2 separate regions of the Mus musculus genome follow, and region 2 is linked to region 1. A link is a contact called in public HiChIP or PLAC-seq data. All regions are on one chromosome and are shown on one strand. The core of a region is the stretch at or near the end of the contact, and the rest is flanking DNA. Distances in the headings are between cores, read along the strand shown.

Evidence for each region. HiChIP or PLAC-seq counts read pairs in DNA pulled down with a chosen protein or histone mark.
Region 2: an H3K4me3 HiChIP or PLAC-seq map of embryonic basal ganglia shows a contact between it and region 1, with 2.7 times the contacts expected there. The contact joins two enhancer-like sites. A contact is called at or near these places in 7 of 39 promoter capture datasets (the C10 cell line, cranial neural crest, embryonic stem cells and 4 more), 3 of 484 Hi-C or Micro-C datasets (embryonic stem cells, nephron progenitors and peritoneal macrophages) and 6 of 115 datasets of contacts at active chromatin or transcription factors (embryonic basal ganglia, embryonic fibroblasts, embryonic stem cells and 3 more).

The regions. Positions count from the first base shown.
Region 1 is chr2:33,050,495-33,056,143 of GRCm38.p6, forward strand. It overlaps Garnl3 (GTPase activating RANGAP domain-like 3), which reads right to left. Exons shown (of 30, transcript NM_001355200.1): 5 at 3,664-3,763; 6 at 1,602-1,720. Among named protein-coding and RNA genes, the nearest start is that of Slc2a8, 71 kb to the left of the region's middle. Within about 2 kb of position 3,762, at least 13 of the 459 cell types and tissues checked have an H3K27ac peak or open chromatin away from gene starts, as enhancers often do. A contact at or near this core is called in embryonic basal ganglia, where this site is marked.
Region 2 is chr2:33,354,363-33,359,494 of GRCm38.p6, forward strand. All of the region lies in intron 1 of Ralgps1 (Ral GEF with PH domain and SH3 binding motif 1), which reads right to left. Among named protein-coding and RNA genes, the nearest start is that of Ralgps1, 15 kb to the right of the region's middle. Within about 2 kb of position 1,334, at least 50 of the 459 cell types and tissues checked have an H3K27ac peak or open chromatin away from gene starts, as enhancers often do. A contact at or near this core is called in embryonic basal ganglia, where this site is marked.

The DNA of each region.
Region 1 (5,649 bases), core at 2,512-5,011:
GTAGTTTTTCACTAGGAGAACAATGGGCACCCACTGACATGTATGCCCCCTGCCCCTGCCACTCACACAGGGCTCCCAGACCCACTGATGGCTCTGCTTGTCACACAGGTGGCCTCTTTTACGGAGATGACATTGAGAGGGGATGTGTTGGTCCAAATTGTTTGAGTCATTGGAAAGCACCTGTCCCTGTGAACCTTGGTCCCACTAAAGTCCCTTGTAATGAACACGACTCTGGTGGAAATAAGTTCATGAGAGACACCAAACAAGATTGTTACCCCAGATTTGCTTCAGAAAAAGAACAATTTCTGAAAACACTATAGAAGTTTACTTCAATGGGGGCGGCAGCAGCCTGCTGTTAAACGGGGCCCTGGAGTTAGCTATTCATTCAACACATACTCCTGGAGCTGTGCCACCGTGTGAGGCACAGCAACACGACACAAGGAGAGGACACTGAGGGAGACAAGAGTGTGCCCTTGGGTGGGAAGACACACAGAATGCATTATGTACAGTGGTGACACCTTGGTCTCTGAGCTCTGGAGTATACTTGGTCTGTCATCTACGTGCAGGAACTTTTTTGTCAGGCCATTTTAACTTCTGTCATTGCAATAGCAGCGAGTGAGATTTGGGTAGTTAAGAAAACATCTAGTAGTTTTTAACCTGTGGGATTAGCTAAGACCATCAGAAAACACAGATGTTTATGTTATGATCATAACAATAGCAACATTACAGTTATGAAGTAGAAACAAAAATAATTTTATGGTTGGGGTAACCATAATATGAGGAACCATATTAAAGGGTCACAGCATTAGGAAGGTTGAGAACCACTGATCTAGCATATAGTAAGTGCATAATAAATGTTTGTTTTTATTCTTCTTATTATTTTAGCTCACTATTTTAGAAGTACTTAATCATAATTTGTTGAATAGTAGTAGTTTCTAGAATTTTTTTCTTTGCGAGATAGTCTCATATTTGGGGAAATGACATCAAACTTGCTACATAAGTGGCCTTGAAACTCCTGATTCTCTTGCCTCCAATTCCCAAGTGATGGGGGTCACAGGCATGCACCATCTCACCTGGTTTATGCAGTGCTTGGATTGAACACAGGATTTCAGGCAAGCTAGGCAAATGCCCTATCAACAAAGCCATATCCTCAGCCTTTCTTTCTAGGAAGTTTAAAGTTGTTACTTTATCACTATACATGTACATGATTTGCTATTTATGTGTACATGTATGTGTGGAGGGCTGTGAGGGTGTATTTTCTAGGACAACCAATGTTCACAGAGAAACCCAGTCTCACAACAACAACAACAACAACCCAAAAGTAATAGCTAAGCTTAATGAAGTAGTACGTTGTATAAAACATACTACTATTTCCCAGAGGCCAAGACTTAGAAGTGGCTGATTTCGAGAGTGACTTTGAGATGGGAGAAGCTGCTGGTAAGCAGAGCTTGGAGGCCCCAGCACAGAACAGTGGGCTCTGAATCATCTACAGTGAGAGGAATCACCTGAAAGGCGCTAACTGAACTGAGATGGGGTGAACTACAAGGCCCTCCCAGCACGTGTGCTAATCAGGCGACATCAAACTCAAGTCAGGTACTTACTGTTTTCCGCCAAAGAATTGCACGATACTGAGGGACACGCTGATTATTCTGGTCAGAAAGGGTGACAGACAAGAAGAAGGGGCTCTTCTCTGCATCATTTCCAATGTAATTCTGATGGACTAGAGAAGAGACGGTCAGTAAGGATGCAGCTGGTTCCTTCAAACAGAAGTGGCCAGCCCTCACATGCTATCCCAAGGCTGACTTGGGTAGGACTGACCACTTATCGTGCACCCACTTCCCTCTGGCCAGCGAATGGCTCAGAAATGAACTTGTGATTCAATGCTGGCTGAGACGGACGAGAAATCTGCCAAGAGCCTTATGGAAAGGCTCCCCATTCTAAAGATGACCCTCTCCTCTGGATGTTGTAGTGTCAGGTGATGTCTGAAGCTGCTGCAGCCATTGTATGGTCCTAAGGAGGGCAAAGCCATCACACTAAGGTTGAGAATCAGAAAAAGGGGAAAGGTTCTAGTCCTCTGATACCACTGAACTGTTTGCTGCCACCAACCATAGAGCCTTCCCTGGCTGATCTGTAGCTTGCTATGTAGATCATGTTGGCCTCAAACTTTATTGTTTGATTCCTTCTTGTTTAATCCAGTTTGAGGCTTTGCATCAGCTCTTTGGATGCTGGTGGCATTCAAACTCACAGCAACTCTTTTGCTGTGAGGCCAGTGCTGAGGGCACTCGGTGCCCAGCCATGGGGAAGATGACCGGCACATTGCTTTCTTGGTAAATGCTTCTATATCCCCCACCCACCCAAGTAACCCGGCCTGGCCAGACCAGAGCTTTTTAGAATAATACTGTAACAGTTTTCCTTGTCTTTCATGTGGAGCACATGAGTGTGTGTGTATGTGTGTGTGTGTTGCACAAACATGGATGTGTGGGTGTGTATGCCTGTCTGTGCACTTAGGAAGTCAAGGGAGGCTACTGGGTATCTTCTTCACTGCTCTCAGCTTTATTGCCTTGTGATAGGATCTCTCTATTAATTGGATATTCTCCATTTTGGCCAGGTTATCTGGCCAGTGAGCTCCCAGTATCTACCTGTTTGTCTTTCCGGTGTTGTACTGCAGACATGCTCAGTCATGCCCAGATTTTTTACATGGGGCTGGGGATTTGAACTCAGGCTGTCATGTTGCAGTGCAATCGCTCTTGCTGCCTGAGCCCTGTAACTGGTTTTTAAGACATCACTCTCATTTCCTGGCTTGAGCATCAAGTTCCACAATGGATGCCCCATGGCACATCTCTGCCATTTCAGATTTCACATCAGTTACTTGCCCTCCATTCCCAGCCCTTCTCTCATTAGCAACACATCTGCTCTCCATCTTTCCATGCGCTCTCTCTCTAAATGTATAGTCTAAAACCTGAGCAACCGAGCTCTTGGTATGTGTTAGGCACCAAGTATTGTTATTCTTGCATCTCTCATTGGAAGCTTTGTTTAGACCTATAGGGAAGGACTAAAAACAGCTCCACTTTACAGACAGAGAAGCCAAGTTCAAGTCCCAAGGCTAATAAGAGCAGAACCAAGTTGCAAACCTTGTCTATAGGCTTTTTGAGGGCAGGGGGTTTGGTTCACTTCACACGGCACCTCATAGCTACATATACTTCCACAAGACAAATACTTGTCATTGGTGAGTAAATATGGCAGAGCCCACAGTTTTATGGCCAAGAGGTTGCTCAGGAAACAATTGTTCTCCTTCATGGTCTCAAGTGAAATGTTTAGAACTCATGCAGATAGGTACTGACCTTGCTAAGTTAAAGCCTTTTTTCCATCCTGAAAATTCTTATCTATCAAAGGACTCATTCCTATGAGCTAGTTCCCTCTTAACCAGGGATTAAAACAACATTAAACCCCAACCCCCACAGCACTCCTCACAACAGACCAACCCACAATCAAGAACGCTCTGAGTTGAAGCTTTTAGCCCACGAAGCCCACCCCTGACCTCACTGTGAAGTGCTCTGATGATGTCGTCCTGAATGATTGCATTCCACTCATACACAGTGCTTGAAATTATTATGCAGGTTTGAACAGAATCTCTTCCCCCAGTCACCACAAGGACATAATTACCTTGTCCTAAAAAGTACTTGAAATACCACCGGGTGTGGTACTCCGGGTTTTCTAAGTGCACGTCTGTCCTTCGCCAAGTGCCTGGCAGAGCAGCTGCACTCTGTATAGAACAAAGCAGAGCGGTGTCGTTAAAATGTTTACTCAGAGAGTGAACACGAAGCTAGCACTAAACCAGGAGCCAAAGAGCCAGGGTAGAAAAAGTCAGCACTAAAAGCACACGAATAAGGGCTGTCACCACATGCTCTCACCAGCAATGACGTCCCGTGTAAAGTCATGTCACAGAAACACTCCAGAAATCTTCAGGGTGCAGGAATAAAAATGAGTGAACTCAGTCCTAACAGATGTAAAGTTTTCTCTTCTCTGGTGTATGGCATCTGGATACCTGGAAATTGGTGTCCCCTAGGCACCAGTTCTTGCCAGCACATCTCACCCAGAGGATATTGGTTAGTGTCTTACTCAAGTTCATCTGCTTTCTAGAACTTGGAAATGCACCTTACCTAGTTGGCGTGTAAAATATGGACAAACAGAATGAATAGCCCTATAAAAGACAGTCATTATTAATGATGATTAATCCTGGTTGCCAACTTGACTGGATCTGAAATCAACTAAGAGGAAAGCCATTGGGCACATCTGTAAGAGGTTTTCTTGATTAGGTTGTCTGAAGTGGGAAGAGTGATTCTGGAGGAGGCCTGAAAAACGGAGGTCTGAGGAAAAAGGCCTTTTATACCTTGCTGTTGGATCAACTACCCTGCTGCTGCTGCCACTGCTGCTGTTCTTTGCTGATATCAGAATGCTGAAGACCAGTGGATCTCCAGGAAACCTCCAGGCCTTCAGCATCAGACTGGGATTGCTTGAGGTGTCCATCCTTGTGGACCAGGTAGCTACTGGATTCTCAGCCTTTCCAGTGTGAAGACAGCCATCATTGGAGTGCTCAGATCACACTGTGTAAGCTGAGCTAATAGATCTCCTTTTAATAGATGCTCATTTCACCACTTCTCTTGCTTTAGAGAACTCCAAATAACAGCAGAACTGCTCCTCACCATCCACACACACAGCTATTTTTTCTTCCTTTCTCCACCCCCTCTTTTTTCTTTTTTTCCAAGACTGGGTTTCTTTGTGTAGCCCTGGCAGTTCTGTCGACCAGGCTGGCCTTGAACTCAGAGATCTGCCTGCCTCTGCCTCCAGAGTGCTGGGATTAAAGGTGTGCACCAACTCCTAGCTGTTTTTTTTTTTTTTTCTTAACAGCATGGACTCATACCAAATCATGCAGTTTGAAGGATATCCTTTCCAGTTAATATTTTACACACACCCCTTCTGTGATATTATACTTAAAGCTCTATACTAGTTTATTATGTGGATTTAATACAAATAATTAATGATACTGGATTTAATAAATAATGTGTGGCTTGCATCTAATTCCACATGTACATAATTACTTGTCTAATTGCTTCTTTAGAATAAATTCTTAGGAGCTGAGTCATTTGCCAAGAGGCATGCTCTCTGGAAGGATTCGTCAACCCAACTCTAGAAGGCTGGTACAGCATCTCAGTCCCAGCAGCAGGGGCTGAGGACACTCCTGTCCCTATACCTTGGCATTTCTTCTTAACAATTTAATAGTAAAGATGTAATCTTAATGTGTTTATATTTGTGTTCCTTTATCTAATAGGTAGACTAAACATTATTTCCATTTAAAAACTGATATACCAGGTGTAGCCTTTAATCCTAGCATTTGGGAGGGAGGGTCTCTGTGAGTTCAGGGCCAGCCTGGTCAACAGTGAGTTCCAGGTCAGCCGGGGCTTTGCAGAGAGACCTTGTCTCAAACAAAACAAAACAAAGCAAAACAAATAAAACTCTGATATTTGTGTGTGTGTGTACACATGTATGTATGTAAGATTAGGGAAGAGAAGTTCTCTCTGATCACCCTCTAACTATTCCTTTGAGGAAGGATCTCCCACTAAACATTAAGCTTGCATTTTCTCATCTAGG
Region 2 (5,132 bases), core at 84-2,583, 300 kb after region 1:
ATGAAGTCTGTGTCCTCGGTTCACTGACTGCTCCGTGGAAATCAGAAGTCCAACTGCCAACTTCTCCCTAGCTTCCCACTACTCTGCTGTCCCATGGTCATGCACACTAGCATACTAAGGACGCCCACCCTGATGAACACCACAGACCCCTCCTTAACCCTACTTACACACTGGCTACTCCACACAGCAGGCCTCCAAACAGGCAGAACGACCCTTCTGTTATGACTCTAGCCTTGGTGCACCTAACTTCTTCATCATCTGCTATGACCAGTTTATATTTTTTCAAAGATTTATGACTTATTATTATATTTAAGTCACTGTAGCTGTCTTCAGACACACCAGAAGAGGGTGTCAGATCTCATTGCAGATGGTTGTGAGCCTCCATGTGGTTGCTGGGATTTGAACTCAGGTCCTTCAGAAAAGCAGTCAGTGCTCCTAACCACTGAGCCATCTCTCCAGCCCCCAGTTTATATTTTTTAAAAGCACTTTTTTTTATGAGATATTTTCTTTATTTACATTTCAAATGTTGTCCCCTTTCCTAGTTTCCCCTCCAAAAACCTCCTATCCCCTCCTCCCTCCCCCTGTTTACCAACCCACCCAATCCCACTTCCTGGCCCTGGCATTCGCCTATAATGGGGCACAGAACCTTCTCAGAACCAAGGGCCTCTCCTCCCATTGAAGACTGACTAGGCCATCCTCTGCTACAGATGCAGCTAGAACCATGAGTCCCACCATGTGTTTCTTTGGTTGGTTGTTTAGTCTGAGGGAGCTCTGGGGGTACTGGTTAGTTCATATTGTTGTTTAAGAGCACTTTCAACATACATAAATTTATTTGTAAATGTACACTCTAAATTACACTTTACATTTACATACATTATAAGATGATTACAAATAAAAGATTATAGAGATAAAGATATGAGAATGTTAAAAATAATTGTATTTTACTCATTTCTGAAGTACTTTAGTAATAAAAGAAATTTTCTTAATGTCTATATAAACTTCTTCACAGAAGTACAATGTATGCAGAAGTGTACATGATACTCAAGGAATTCCCACTTCCAATCAGTACCTGTGTGGAGCCCCCACAAGTCCACGTGACCCTTCCATCATGACTTGCCTATAAGGGGCACACACTACTGTGGGTTGTTAGTATGGATTCACCTTGTCTCCTCCTAATCTATACAAAGGGTGTGTGCGCGGGAATGAACACTGTGGGTCACCCAGATTTCCCAGCTGAGCTGGTACTCTAACCAGGGTCACCACTCTACAGGATCCTAACAGGATGTGTGCCCATCCTACAACTGACAAGCTCTGGCCTGGCTTCCCATTTGGGCAATTAGTGTCAGCGCTGCTGCCAGCACTGCAGAGCAAGGCTTCTGGGACATGCCCGCCTGCCATTATGTGTGCCAGTCTCAGAGCTGGCTTGGTGCCACATGGGGGTGAGGGTTGTTTCTGTTTTTTCCTAGTGGCTATGCCAGCTCACATTTCCATCAGCGGGAATAGAAATGTGCGACTCTGTAATGGTGCCATCATTTCTCCTTCATGTTTACTCTGGTAAAGAGGCATTCACAGGGTAAGCACAGTCCCTTTAGAGAAGGGATCAGTGACAGTGACAGGGCCCTCAAACTTACAGACCTGAGGTGAGTCAGAGTAAAATGTAGTATTGTTGCCACTTCTGCCTAAATATCATTTCTTCATAAAACCCGAGGAGAGGGGCTGGAGAGATGGCTCAGCAGTTAAGAGCACTGACTGCTCTTCTGGAGGGCATGAGTTCAAATCCCAGCTACCACATGGTGGCTCACAACCATCCGTAACGAGAAACGAATAAAGAACCTATGGGCCAGAGCAAACAGGGCCAGAGCAAGGGGGAGAAAGAGGGGAAAAAAGCCTAAGAGAAGGTACAAAAGCCCTGTGGGGAAGGACAGGCAGGTCAACCCAACTGTGAGACCTATACAAAAAGACGGGGTATATACACCCCAAGAGCTGGAAGCAATGTGGAGGTCCCCCTGGGGTGTATGCATGCTGTTTTGAGGTTTGTTTTGGGTTGTTTTTTTGTTTTTGTTTTTTTGTTTTGGTTTTTTAAGACAGGGTTTCTCTGTGTAGCCCTGGCTGTCCTGGAACTCACTCTGTAGACCAGGCTGACCTTGAACTCAGGAATCCGCCTGCCTCTGCCTCCCAAGTGCAGGAATTAAAGGAGTGCACCACCAATGCCTGGCTATTTTTAGCTTTTTGCACAACTAACATATAATAAAGATTTTTAAACCAGAATTTATGTGTCCCAAACTCACCCTTTACAATTCTGGAATTGAGTGGTTCTCCCATACTCCACAAGAGCTTGGTCATCGCCTCTTGCTAACTCCAGAGCACTCTCACCACTGTCCCCCAATCCACACACACAAGTCACCACCCACCACCCCTCTCCAGCCCTCCAGTCACTGACCCACCTTCTGTGTCTAAGGCTCAGCCTCTTCAGAACACTTCATACAAATGGAATCTAACAGACTGCTGCCTGCAGCTCAGGGGGTCCACACCCTGCCATCCTTCTAGCCATTCATTAGCTGGTAGGAATTTCTGGAGTGTAGGTTCTATTACAATGCAGCTATGAACACGAGGGAAAGGTTTTTATCTGGGCATCTGTCTCTTGGCTATACACCTCAGAGTGGAATGGCCTAGGTCACATAGTAACTCAAGCGTCAACTGTTTCAACGTCGCTGTTTTCCAAAGACTAGAACAAAGGTGCCCAGTAAACTGCTCCACAGAGTATATGAGACAGTATCCCTAAGGAACTACCCTGAAAGCAGCTCAGGTGGGTGGCATATCTGCACAGCACTATGTAAGCCAGAGGAACATATCCAGGCACACTGGAGGGCTAGAGATGGCTGCTAAACCTCTGCTCTTTGGAGAGCATTCACATGCAGGAGTTTTGTTTTGAACCGGATTCTGTTCCTGCCTTAACTGTTGACTTCATACTCTGTCTTCTTTCAATAATTATTTCAGGTTCTCTGTTACAATCACCGTCCTGGAATGGTTCCACTCGGCTGGTCCTTTCCCATTGTCATGCCTATGCACGAGACTCTGGGTCTGAGTCACCTCCCAGCTGCTGAGCTTGCCTTCTATCAGATTTCCCCCAGGAACAGTGTTAGTGTGGGTGTAGCAAAAGCTACACATAAAAGGTGAGTGCCGGACTGCCTGAAACTGGTACCTGTTACAATCAGATGTCAATCAAACCAGCCACTGCTCCTTCCCCACAAGTGGATGGCAGTGCCCACTGGCCCCAGGCAGTTCCACTCTGCGTGAACTCTGTCAACAGGGTGTTCTTTCTCTCAAGGGCTCTTAGGCAAGGGCTCACATTACGTCTTCCTTTAAAATTGAAATTTCACCTAGATGTTAGGTGTTGGCACATCTTTGCTATTTTGTCTGGTTTACAAGGAGGCTTATAACCTACAAATGGAGTCTTTCTCTGGTTTAAATTGAGGACTCCTTCTAACCCATCCTGTCTTGGTCGCCAGCCTAAGCACTCCAGAAGACACACACTGGCCCTCCTCGTGCAAACATCTCCTCCATTTCCATCCTCCTTGTCCAGGATGCTCAGCAACCATGGCACCACTTCTCACTTCTGATGATGGCATATGTGATTCACTTTCTCATGTCCTTTGGTCAGCACATTCTTTCTCTTCTCGCCTCCTCTCTCATCTGTCAGGACACCTCTGACTTCCTCAAGAACTTCCTTAGGGGCTGAATCTTCTTGCTGTATCTCTATAGTGTTACTTTTTCTGCCGTTTCTACCTGATCATTCTTTATTTGCTGGCTTGCTTGTTTTGAGATAGAGTCTCACACTGTAGCCCAGGTTGGCCTCAAAGGTCTTACGTTGGATGGAAAGACCAGAGCTCTAGCAGCCATCTTAGGCCATGAGGCAGCCTCAGGCTTAGAAAGCACTTTGGTCTCTGACCCAGCATGCTCTGATGCCCTTCTAACTTCCCACACCTTAAGAAGAAACTTGTAGTTTATGTCTTTGTTTTTGTGGAGTGTTTTTGTTTGTTTGGTTGGTTTGGTTTGGTTTTGGTATTTGAAAACAGGCTTTCTCTGTGTAGCACTCCCTGGGTGTCCTAAAACTCATTCTGTAGACCAGGCTAGCCTGAAACTCACAAAGATCTGCTTGTCTCTGCTTCCTGAGTATTGAGATTAAAGGCATGCATCACCCTTAATTCCCCCCAAAGCCTCCTCCCCCAGCTTCTCTTATGTTTATAACACTTATAACACAACTATGGTGCTTTGAATAGGAACACACCCCCCCATAGACTCATGTTTCTGAATGTTTAGCCCATAAGGAGTGGCACTATTAGGAGGTGTGGTCTTGTTAGAGTACGCATGGCTTTGTTGGAAGAAGTGCATCATAGGCAGGAGAGCTTTAAGGTTTCAGAAGCATAAGCCATTTCTAGTGGCTCAGAGTCTTTTCCTGCTGCCTGGATCCAGTTGTAGAACTCTCAGCTCCTCCAGCACCATGTGTGCCTGCATGCCAACAACATGCTTCCTACCATGATGATAATGGACTAAACCTCTGATTTGGCCCTAATTAGTAAGCTACACCTAATTAAATACTTTCTTTTGTAAGAGTTGCTGTGGTCATGGTGTCTCTTCACAGCAATAAAACCCTAAGACAGCAACCCAAAGAGTAACAGTTAAATGAGAAAATGGAGCCAGGCGTGGTGGTGCACGCCTTTAATCCCAGCACTTGGGAGGCAGAGGCAGGTGGATTTCTGAGTTCGAGGCCAGCCTGGTCTACAGAGTGAGTTCCAGGACAGCCATGGCTACACAGAGAAACCCAGTCTCGAAAGGGGGGGGGGGGGCAGCCTCACCGTAGCTCCAGTCATTTGTTGCTTGGTGTCAGATACCAGCTTGACTGGATTTAGAATCACTCAGAAGTCTCCGAGGACCTCTGCAGATGGTTAACTAAGGAAGAATGTGGCAGCACTGTCCGATGGCCTGAGTCTGGGGCTGAATAAGCATGAACCAGCATTCACCTCTCCGCGTCACACCATGACCACAACCTCACATTCCCATCACCACAGTTTCCTTGCTGTGGTGGACTGTATCTCTCTCATGTGAGTCAGAAGAAGCCTGCCTTCTTTCCG